Linked DNA regions of Mus musculus: regions 1 and 3 are each linked to region 2. A link is a contact called in public promoter capture Hi-C data. All regions are on one chromosome and are shown on one strand. The core of a region is the stretch at or near the end of the contact, and the rest is flanking DNA. Distances in the headings are between cores, read along the strand shown.

What was found. Promoter capture Hi-C pulls out the DNA fragments that hold promoters and counts their contacts.
Region 1: a contact with region 2 is called in a promoter capture Hi-C map of second pharyngeal arch cranial neural crest, with 12 times the contacts expected there. The contact joins the enhancer-like site here to the promoter of Sstr2 in region 2. A contact is called at or near these places in 12 of 39 promoter capture datasets (the 3T3-L1 cell line, 3T3-L1-derived adipocytes, the C10 cell line and 7 more), 5 of 484 Hi-C or Micro-C datasets (cerebellum, cerebral cortex, cortical neurons and 1 more) and 2 of 115 datasets of contacts at active chromatin or transcription factors (astrocytes and embryonic forebrain).
Region 3: a promoter capture Hi-C map of liver shows a contact between it and region 2, with 4 times the contacts expected there. The contact joins the enhancer-like site here to the promoter of Sstr2 in region 2. A contact is called at or near these places in 5 of 39 promoter capture datasets (the 3T3-L1 cell line, hippocampal neurons, liver and 1 more).

Annotation. Positions count from the first base shown.
Region 1 is chr11:111,646,026-111,649,697 of GRCm38.p6, reverse strand. The region is part of intron 2 of Gm30219 (a long non-coding RNA gene); the gene reads left to right. Among named protein-coding and RNA genes, the nearest start is that of Gm30219, 11 kb to the left of the region's middle. Within about 2 kb of position 1,542, at least 1 of the 459 cell types and tissues checked has an H3K27ac peak or open chromatin away from gene starts, as enhancers often do. A contact at or near this core is called in second pharyngeal arch cranial neural crest, where this site is marked.
Region 2 is chr11:113,617,165-113,621,288 of GRCm38.p6, reverse strand. It overlaps Sstr2 (somatostatin receptor 2), which reads right to left and starts at 1,962. Exons shown (of 2, transcript NM_001042606.3): 1 at 1,667-1,962. It also overlaps a transcript of Slc39a11 not described here.
Region 3 is chr11:111,969,654-111,973,568 of GRCm38.p6, reverse strand. No RefSeq gene overlaps it. Among named protein-coding and RNA genes, the nearest start is that of Gm30337, 170 kb to the right of the region's middle. Within about 2 kb of position 2,483, at least 3 of the 459 cell types and tissues checked have an H3K27ac peak or open chromatin away from gene starts, as enhancers often do. A contact at or near this core is called in liver, where this site is marked.

The DNA.
Region 1 (3,672 bases), core at 293-2,792, 2.0 Mb after region 2:
ATGTATATGTTTTGAATGTGTGTGTTCATGTGTATGTGTGTGATATGCACTTATGTCTATAAGTGTTTATATGTTGAGTGTCTGCATGCTAAGACTAGAAGTTATCTAACATTCTTTCTCTATCATACCTTTCTTCCCTTGAGATAAGGAAGCTCACTGAACTTGTAGCTAGGCTGGTAGCAATCAACCCCCAGAGGTCTTCTAGTCTCTGCTCTTCACCAGAGCCCTTGGTTTACAGATGTTCTGAGTCGTGCCTGCTATTTAAAGTTGTGAGCCTGGATTTGAACTCAGTTCTTCGTGTTCACACAGCAATGGTTCTTTCTCTCTGACTCATTTCCCCCATATAATTTTTCAGTATTTTACACCTGGCATTACAGACTGTACATTGAGTAGTCACAGTTTTAAGCTGACAGACTTTATTTTTTTTTTTGTACAAGACTCAAAGAATGGCTTAGACAGTTGACTAGATGACTCAGTGGCTAAAAGTACTCATTGTATAGGCTTCTGATCCTGAGGCCAATCCCCAGGACCCATCTGATGGGAAGGAAAAATAGATTCCCGCAAGATATTCTTTGACCTCCACACATATTGTGGTATACCTTTCCATGACAAAACAAACAAAGAAACAAACACACAAAATAATAAAAATAAATGACATAAAGCTATGACATAAAATCAAGAATGCAAAAAAATATTCTTGGTGAGATGAGCAGAAAATCCTGCCCAACTTTATGAACAGCACAGATTGTTGATTCAGACATACAGAGCTGTTGCATTGACCATGTACATTGCAGTATAATACCATTGTTGACATGGTAGTTGGGATTTATAAATGTACAGTTGGGATATTAGATGTACAAACTATGATATGCTTACATGAATTCTGAGAATTAGTAGGGGTGCCCGAGAGCAGAACTGATGTGGTGAAAAACAAAATAACTAACTCACTTCTTAAGATCACTAAACAGACTTTTAGCGTGTATCGGAGATTTGAAAACAAGGAGATTTCATTTTCTAAATGGTCTCCATGGTTTTATTTTGTTTGTTTTGTATGTTCATAGCACATGGGTTGAATTATCTTTGACTAGAGAGACGAAGATGGTAGCAATCCAATAATTCCTCTTCAGTGAAGAAGATTTAAAATCTACCATCCGTGGGGTTCAATTTCTTCCTCATTAGAACCATGAGAGTTAGGGCGATGGGAAGAGGGGGCTGGGATAAGAACATTGCATCTCATTCTTAAACATCGTGGTATTTTTCTTGAAACAGAAGGTAGTAATCAATGAAAGTTGTTCAGTGTGGTTCAGCTCCTATAATACTTTCCTGGTGTTAGTCTAACCACTATTGCTATGCAATACTTTGTGCCCCTTTTTATTTTTTTTTTTTTAAACCATAGTAGATTCTTTAAGGTCACATCTGTTAGGGCACATAATGGTTTTTAATCACACCTTCCTAAATGACTGGAACACACGTGTGTGTCGGGAGCAGCGCTTAAACCGAAGCCTGATCCCTGTCGTACGATGTTTGGGTGGTTTGGGTTCCTGGAGGGTTATGGCGGAGACCTCTGCTGAACCCACACTGGTTGATATACAGCTGAACAATCAAATGCAGGCAAGCCTGGCTGGTGTAAGCCGTCCTTCCCAGAGGAGGATGGCGGGGAACACAATTTCAATTTTTAGGGAAGCAGTGAAGGCTGGAATAATATATTATCTTTACAGGCCCTTGTCTTCAATTCCAAACCCCTTTAATGTACCTTAAATCCACATCAGATCAGTTTCAACGAAATGATGAGGGACCGTTCACAGCATGGTGCTTTCTTCCCTTCAAATTCAAATTAGGTGCTAAAAACAAATTTTTCTACTTTTTCAACTTCCATTTAGCCAAAATCATTGATGACGTGCGGCTGACTCTGAATATAACTTGGAACGAAATCACATGCTATAGACACTATCTAAGTATCCTGTACTAAATTTTAGCATGTATTTTTTTCTCTAGCGGCATAGAGACAAAAAAGAATTGATGCTCATTTAGAAATCTACTTTATTCAATGTACACTGTGGTTAGTTATAGGCACCAAGGGTTTAATAGCCTCAAACTCTAAGGATTCTAATAGCTTGAGATATCTCATCTTTGTCTTTTACATTAGACCAATTAGTATAAATAAAACAAATAATGTCAGATGTTAGTGAATGAAATAAATGAGAGGAATGGGATCATGTAAACTGGAGTGATCGACAGGCAGTGATCATATATGTCTATATAATGAATATCTATAGAGACACATGTGACTATATGATGAATAAGTGACATTTGCTTTGAGATGTGAGTGGTAATAAACAAGAGCAAAGCATGAGATACCGAATAAGCATGCCAGCCAATGAGATTCAAAGGCTCAGTGTCGCTGGGCCATACTGAACACAGAACAGGCAGGTGACATCTAGTTTGGTTAGGATCTCGGAAGCCCTAGTGACTGGGTTCTTTTCATTTGTTTGTGTGTCGAGTAATTGTTCTGCTTTTTCTTCCTATTTTTTTCTTTTTTGTTTCACTGATGGGAGTTGAACTGAGACCCCCATGGCAGCCGTGCTGGCAGTCCCCAGCCCTCAAAGAGAGATATTCTGCTTATAGACCTCCCAAAGCAATTGAACAGGGCTTCATTGTTTAACACATCTGATTGTAATATTTTATACCATCTACAGGCAACCTGAGGCGCTCACAGACAAATCTATTCCTTCCTCTACTAAATTTAGTTTTTCTACACTTTCAAAGATGTACACTGCATATTTTGTACAATCTCCCTCCCACTCTTTCCCATTTGCCTCCTGCTCCCATCATCCTCCCTTCCCTACAAATATCTCTCTCCAGTGTGTTTGCTTGTTTAGCTTTGGTTTTGTTTAGAACTTTGTTGCAGAATCAATAGTCGAGGCAGTCTTGTATGATCCCATGTTGGAATCTTCTTGTAAGTGCCTAATGGGTCACTAGTCCTCGCATGACTTGGTGCTGTGCTATTCCCTCTCCTAGAATTTGTTGTTCACTAGCAGATCTAAAGAATGTGGTAGGGCCCCATAGGTCTCTGACCCTGGAAGGGCTTAACTGGACCCAGTGCTATAATACATAGTCACTGTGATCGCATGGATTCCATGGCCATATTTTATTTAGAAGATAATAATCTGCAACGTTCTCCCTATTGGCTGCTATTATTTGGCTTATTTTATTTACCTAAATAAATCTGATGATATCTCAGGAACCTTCACTAACCGTAATTTTTATAAAGTCACAGTACTTATCCGTTGATTTCATTAGATTTAAATAACGTGAGTGGCCCTTAACATTACAGACAAACAAATGAAAAATAGGTTACCACTTAAAGCAATTTTTTTCCATTTTTTATTAGGTATTTAGCTCATTTACATTTCCAATGCTATACCAAAAGTCCCCCATATCCACCCACCCCCACTCCCCTGCCCACCCACTCCCCCTTTTTGGCCCTGGTGTTCCCCTGTACTGGGGCATATAAAGTTTGCAAGTCCAATGGGCCTCTCTTTCCAGTGATGGCCGACTAGGCCATCTTTTGATATATATGCAGCTAGAGTCAAGAGCTCCGGGGTACTGGTTAGTTCATAATGTTGTTCCACCTATAGGGTTGCAGATCCCTTTAGCTCCTTGGCTACTTTC
Region 2 (4,124 bases), core at 713-3,212:
CACAGTAACCAGGAGCTCATGCCATCTATGGACAGTGATAGGGTACTTCAATGTCTGACTAGGACTGAAGACCTCCCCTGGGCTGTAGAATCCCTGTCTAAAGCCAAAAGGAGGAGTGGGGGAGGGGGAGGAGGAGGAAGAGGAGGGGAAAGAGGAAGACAGAGGTGGGACAAGGCCGGATGTGTTTCTTCAGCCCTCACTGTGCAGAACCAGAATGAATGGCGGGGGGTCTAGGGGTGTGTGTGGAGGGGGTGTCACCTTTCTCTGAAATGAGCTGAGACACATCTCCACTTTGGGGAGGGAAGTCTGGGAAGGTGGGTGGAGGTCATATGCTGGGAACCCCATGTCTGAGGAAGACACGAGCTTAGAACCTAGGCGCCCTATGTAACAAGCCCAAGACCTCCAAGTGGCGTCTTTTCCTTTTCCAATCATCTCACTGCAAGTGAATTGCAAATGCCACCGGGCGATACTTGTTGAATTGTGCTTAAATTAAATGCCCTGGGAAGTCAGGCTCTCTGCTTTGCTGCTAAATACTGGCCTGTAGCTTGGTGGGTGGCGTCCCCTGGCTCCGATGGAAAGAAGGGTTTCCACTCAGGAACCCCCTCTTTCCCTCCCACAGACTGCTCCACAACTAGAGGAGGGACAGGTGGGTTTAGTTTCTTTCCAGCATCTTTCTGTTGTGAGCCCTCAAGACCTCCCCATCTCCAAGCCTACCAGACACCTACACACACACACACACACACACACACACACACACACACACACACCCCTCCAAGAATCTGAGGTTGGAACTTGCAGCAGCCCTGTGTAGCCCACCACGATGCTAGAGTGCCCCTCGCCATTGGGGCGAAGGTAGATAAGCGAGGCTCAGGACGATGGAGTTAGTGTGAGGAAAATATTTAGGGTCATAACTCGCTGACTCTGGAAACAACGTGTTCCCTAAGGGATCTTTACCGTTTCTAGGCAGACTGAGGGAGAGTGGATTGCGGTGCCTGCAATGTCCAGCTTCGAAACGCAGAGGGGACTGAGGTGCCAGGGGCAGCTAGGAGCGCTGACAGTCGCTTGGGGACCTGACCATTCAGTAGCTGGTTCTCTCCAATCTAGACAGATTCTCTGCCTGAGGGCGGCGGGTGGGGGGGGGGGGGAGGGAGGGGGACCTGACCGCAGACGAATTTGGGCTGCCTCCCCATCAGGGCGATAAAGAGCCCTGAAGAATCTGCTTTCCTTCTTTTTCGGTGACGTCCCCATCACTGTCCCTCCCTAACTTAGGTCTCAGACTGTGGACCCTGTGGTGGCACTTGGCATGTCCCTTCTCCTTTAGCTGGTGTCTCTTTCCTCGGACCAGGGCTGTTTCGCAGGTGGCTAGGAAACAAGTTGTCCCCATCGGACACGCAGGGCACACGCCACGGTACTTGGGCATTTTCTTTGAGAACAAATCCGTCCCAGAACACACTACCTTTCCACCCCAGACACCACGATATGCATCTTTCATCCACCTGTCACCTCCAAAGGCACAAAAACAGAGAATTTGCGCGCCGGGACCAACGTGCAGGTCGCCGGGATCGGCGGTCTATCCCCAGAACAGATGCATGCAGGTGCCCAAAGTGTGCTTGTCCCTCCCTCCATCTCACGGTGACACACGCGTATGCACACTGGCACCCCTCACCTTGGTTTTCCTCGAGCACTCGCTTCCCTGTGTTCTCTAGCACCCAGAAGCTGTTCTTTTACCCAGCTGGGCGTCCAGGAGCACAGCAGGCTTAGCGGGTGTTTGGCGCTCAGCAGTGGCTCCCGGGGCTCCCAGCTTCCTTGGCTGGCTCGTGCTGGCCCTTCTGGCGTCTGAGAGAGCTTGCCCGGGCCCCGAGAGAGCTAGCTTGGCCTGTAGATCATTGACGCCCAGCCGCGGACTGGTGCTCCAGGCGCCGGTGGCCTCGCGAGCGCGCCGGTGGCTGCGCCGCTAGCAGTGGCCCGGGCGGGTGGCAGCCCCTGGGCACACTTCCCCACGCCCCCGCCCGTGACGTCACGGCAGCTTGGCTCCGCCTGCCGGGTCCTGTTGGACCCGGTGAGCAGAGTGGAGAAAACCTGCGGGTGGCCCAGGATAAGACAGCAGACCTTGATGCTGTTGGATGGTGAAGCGATGTCAGTGTCTCCACGACTCCTCCCTATGAGGGCGCGCGTGGCTTTCTTTCCGATTTCAGTGACTCGGTCTGGTTTTACCCAACAAATTCCAGGCAGCTGGTGCGGCGACTTGGGTGACCTAGACTAGCTCCGGGACCTTTAAGACGTGTTCTCAAGTTTGCAAAGCCGTGCCTACCACGGTCCAGTCCCGGGAACAGGGCACAGGTTGCAGAGTCAGGCTAAGGGCAGAGGAAAAAGGGGTGACAGCAGCAAGCGTGTCTCCCGTGCAGGCGCCTGCAGGTGTGCAAGCGCGGGGCACCTGGCTTCAGTTCCTGCAGCCAGCAGGCTCCGCGGGCTCCACCGCTCTCCCAACTGGAGGCCCCGGGCCATGCAGTCTCTTCTAGCTTTAATTTAGCCCGTCAGTCACTGCTTGCTGGTCTGACCCAGCCCCAGCCCAACCGTTCCGCCTACGCGCGCTGTGGCGCTCTGCGGGAGCAAGGAGGGACTCACAAGAAGTGGGAGATGTGTCGCATCAAGTTGCAGCTATTTATTTTTTGACTGTGATGATTCAGCCGATGTTCCAATAGTTTAATAAGTCATAATCAATCCTGTAGCCTCCCTTCCTTCACCTCTTAACACTCCCCCAGAGAGAGAGAGAGAGAGAGAGAGAGAGAGAGAGGAGAGAGAGAGGAGAGAGAGGGGAGAGAGAGGAGAGAGAGAGGGGCAGAGACAGACAGACAGACAGAGACAGTGAGTGCACCCTGGTGGTTTCTAGAACATGAAAAATCAGAAAACAAACCCCCCCCCCCCCGATTAGCTTTCTCTGTGGGTCCTGATGCAGCCATCCTGTTTTTGATCTGCTTGCGGGTTCATCGGGGAAAAGCATAAATCCAGGAGTTGTGTATGTGCGGTGAGTTTTGACAGGGAGCCAGGCAGCAGGTAAAAGCAGCCCGGAATTCTTGTAAGTCAGAGTGTCGCTCACTGGCACCATCTCTACGAGATGTGTGGGCTCTGTGGACTTGATGGAGATTGAAGCAGTGGTTGTCGGGTCCTAGTGTTGTGTGGGTTGGCTTGTCTTTAGGTTTTTTTATGGGCGGGGTTGAAGGGTTGAATAGTGCAGCTCTCAGAACGAGGGGAGTGGCCCTGGGGGAAAGAAGGGGCCCTGAGTGAGCTCAGGCCTCCTCCTCCCTGAGACACAGTTGTTACAATGCCTATTGCCCCCTCTAGTTAAAAACCCTTCCGGGAACAGAGAAGGATGAAGAGCCAGGAAGTGTCCATTCTGAGCTCGGCTCTCTTCGAGTGTCATGAGACCTTGTAAAAGTTCGTCACCTGTTGCTGCAGTTTGTGTATTGTCTAGCAAAATAGCTCATTCAAAAACAGGAACCCCTGGTTCTCAGTAGTTCCTTCTCTCATACACAAGGTGACCCCCAGGGGGCAGTGTACAGGTTTTTTTGGTTTCTGTACTTTTGGTTCCATATCAACACCACCAGCAAAAAAGCAGGCTGTCCTTATCAGCTAAATAATCCTTTCCCAAACAACGTGGGGATCATTTCTGTATGCTCTTAACATGCTGAGCACACACAATAAAATCCACCCTCCGTGCACTTGGGAAGTCTTCCCTCAGCTCTCTCAGAGTCAGGTCTGCCAGGCTCAGCCCCAATGGATAGATGAAACCAGGGCATGCCTATCTCTTTTGCAGCTGGGCCCCGTGAGATCTGAACACTTTGACCTTGAGAGCAGAAAAGGTCATCTAGAACAATTATTGATTTTGTCCGGTCCGGTTGTGTGCCTCTCTCCCCTCCCCCGACCTGTGAATGCCTCCACAGAGCTCTGAGATCACCTTTGGCTTCGCTGCACCGCCCCTCCAGCCTCCAGGTTTGAGTTCCCAATCCTGGTTTGACAATACCCTGCCCTTTTGACACCCACCCAGCAATCTGCCGCAGGCCTGTCCTTCCTCAACAGCTCCTTTAGTAACTATGTAACGAGACCTTGAACCAGAAAAATACACG
Region 3 (3,915 bases), core at 1,234-3,733, 1.6 Mb after region 2:
AGTTTGTGACTGAAATAAAATATGGATGTGGAGCCTTAAGCCAGTGTGACTGTTCTATGTTGAAGTTTAGGATCACCTCTTAGACCAAAGATCGGCCTTGAGAGGTATAACGAGAAAGCCACAGGGATGATGTGAGGAAAATGGGTCATGCCCAGTTAAACCCTAGCATGAGTGCACAGTCAGGGAGGGACAAACAGCTGCTGAGTTTTGATATTTCCAACCAGAAAGCTTTACATTATTTTCCATTACCAGGATTTAAGTTTCCAACTATGGAAGATGTTCCTAAACTAGGAAACTAATTATCCTCTCCTTCTTATACATGTGTAGAAAGGTCATTGAAATGTCTTTTATAACAAGAGTCCATTGGGAGGACCTCTGTCACACTCTCCATCACATGGGCCATTGCCAGACTGACCACATGTTTTGCCAAAGAGAACGACTGAGCATGTAGCATATGGAATATCCAAGCTGTGAAACCCCTGCTTACTCAGATGCCCTTCTCAGTCTTCATTGTTTATTTAGTGCTTTTATTTCTCAGGTTAAATATCTGTTCTGTTAGGGATGGTTTCATTCATCAATGTTACATCACTTTTGTTAATACCGTAATTGCCTTGAGGAGTGTTCTATCACTCACTCAAATCATCTTCCTGATAGTTACAGATGTTGACAGTCATCATTTCTTTCCATACCAATCTCTTCTAGAACAATACTCATGCTAACATTAACATCCTTAGATATTAACATCTCTTAGCAGGTTTTGCCCTTTGATGATGAAACATCTCCTTTTCTTAAAGACATCATCAGGGAGGCACTGAAACAGGACACATCCAAAACTAAATAAGAAACTACCAGAAGTAACATTTTAATTTGAATTTTTACAAAAATGTTGACAGTGAAGGGTAGGCCTTAATACCAAGTGTGTAGGGGCATTCTTCCTTCCAAAGAAAACAATTAAGTTATGATTCAAAAGATAAACGCATTCCTCTGAAACTGTTATATATCTAGAATAGTTCATGGTGTATATCAATTAAGGTCAACGAGAAGTGGAAGTTTCAGTGAGCATGGACTCTTAGAATTCTTGCATGAGACAACATGGCTGACTGGTGGTTACTGGAATGGTCATGCTTTAGTCAAATGTGGTTGTGTTAACACAATAGTAGCACTCACTACAAATCAGGCTAAATGTGACAGAAGTGGGAAAGGTGATTCTACATAACCTAACACAAGAAGCTGAGACATTCCTGGTGGCAGTACACACACACATGTTCCTTCTTTGTGTCCTGAAGGACCTTGGTGCAGGATATGATGTTTGATTTTACTCTGCTTTCTGCCCCATGAGGATGATCTATATACACAACACTATATGCTTTCCATACCCTCTGGATTTTGGTTGGATTTAGCCAATAGGGAGTCCTTGTTTAAATCAAGATAAAGAATGATATTCAACTATTGGATGCTCTATCTTTAGGCTTTCCCTACTTGATTTTAATATGCTTTGGTTATAATCCTAAATGTCATGGTAGATAGAAGATTTCACCACTAACAAAATCTCCTCTGGCAATTTGCATAAGTCAATGTAGTATCTAACTGTAATCCAAATACTTAACCTTATACCTCTAGATAAGTGTAGTTTACTCCTAGTCAGAGAAGCTTCATTTTGCAGCAGATGGATACTTACTATTAAAGGGTTCCACAACCAATCAAAGCAGCTCCTAGACACGGCAGGGGAGCTGCGCCCACAATATCTCAACAGTATGGTTACCTAAAAAGAAACTGAATTATGACTGTTTGACATGATGTTGTAGATGGGGAAAAGCTTATGAAGCCTGACTGCTAAATGTGAAGAAATAGGTAATCAAGGGTTGCTGATCTGGATTAGATAACCCTGAGAGGTTATCTAATCTGAATTGATGAGCCCCAAACACATGTGCATTTGAGCATCGACAAAGGAAGTCAGTAAGTTGTATTTGTGTTTGCACACACCTGTGACCATAATAAAGAATTATTTGAGAGAGTTTGGGAGTGGATAAGAGAAAAGCTGAAGGAGAAAGACAGAGGAGTCGAGATGACACAAGCTTAATAGTCACCTATAAAATTATTTTGCAAACTTAAATGATAAGAAGGTGAGAATTCTAAAAATGTTTAAATTACGCAGATGCTTGAATTACTTGATAGAAGTGACTCATATCAGCTTGTCACTCAAGGAATGTGGCATTTCCAAACAGGGTTATGTGAGGCTGTGTTCAAAATTTAGTTACATATTAGCAAGGCTAGACAGAACATGAAACAGGACATCAGAGATGGGCGCCTGTTATACCACACATAGTATCATATGAAAAGCATGCCTTCTCTTCTACCGGGGCCTGGGCTAGGGTAGTGGCTGATGCCAAGTTCTTTATGTCAAGAGGGCCACATGGTAGTTGAGTGAAATTTGATGTTGGCTTAGTTCTTTCAGACATATTTACTTTAGTAGAGGGTTATGGAAAGGTTGAATCAATAAACACTTTCCCTTCAGTCAGCAGACTTGCCAGGGACATCAGAAGTTCTGCTTCGTGTGAGACTCGGCTCCCCCAGCGAATGGAGGCAATCCGTGTGTCCTGCAGGAAAAGACTCTCATGCTTGATAAATACTAATCATGAGGTGCCTGAGCATGAATGTCCATGCTTTCTACCTTACTCCAGATAAGATATTGGCAAACAGTTGAATGGAAACTAAAATATAAATCTCATTTTCTATTGTATTCATTTTCAATAAAAGGTGATTAAAACAGATATTTTTTTCCTTTTACATATGCCCCATTATTTTATTCTGGATTAAAACAAATTATAATCATGTCTGTAAATTGATAGTCCCATTCTATAGTCCTATTTTTGTCTTTTAACTTAGATTTCTCTGCAATGTTTCCACGCAAGGATCATGTGTAGAGCCATAAAGTAAAATATCTAAAATAGCACTGTTTTGCTCTATATTTTTATTTTTTTGTAAAGTTACCCAGTGAATTATGTGTTATAAGATCAGAAAATTGTCATAGAAATGAGAAGTACAGGGGGAAGTGAAAGGGCATGTACTACTATCATGCCAAGAATTCAGCAATAAGATCAATACATCAAATGAAGCATATTTTCAAATCCCCTGTGCTCATATTCTCCCTCTTTCCAATTGGGTATTAGGGGAGGGGAGAAAAAAATTAGTTCTATGACTTTAAGTCCTGCAGGCATCTATAAACACGTGGCAATCTTAGTCTCTCCTTGCCACCCATTGTTGCGGATACCTGACTGCCATAATGAAGCAAGCAGTGTTAACTAAAGCCACTAAACAGGGAAGCTGCAAAGAATATGATCTTATGGTGTCTGCAGGTTGTTGTTAAAGGGCTTTCTTTCTTACCCCTTTGACATCCAGTAATCATTATCAGCCCCACCAGCTTGGTTTTCCGCAGACAGAAGCTTTCCGACACCTCCCTGGACCTGGTCCAGCTTGAATATAATAAGGTGTTTATTTTATTTCTTTTCTTGTTTTGCTTGTTGGGTCCCCACATCACACAGGTGCGCATCAAGTTCGATCGTTTCCTCTTGTTCTTGAAATACAAGAATGTGATGGGAAGTGCTTAGGGAATTGGAAAGGGCTCAAAAGCAGGTGGGGACACTAAGCCGTGACACCAAGATTATCACAGCCAGTGGAAGCAAACCAGAGGAAATGATCTCATACCTGCTCTTGAGTCAGGTGACAAAGGTGGAGACCCTGGTTTCCAAACCAAGGAAGAGGCAGAGGCAGCTGATCCATTACTAGAAAGAAGCCTAGATGTACCAAAGAATCGAGGCTAGTGAACGATTGTGTCTCAGAATCAGTGGAAAGCTGGCAAGGGAAGGCACTCGTTGCCAAGCCTGATGGCCCAAATCTCATCATAAGAACCCAGAT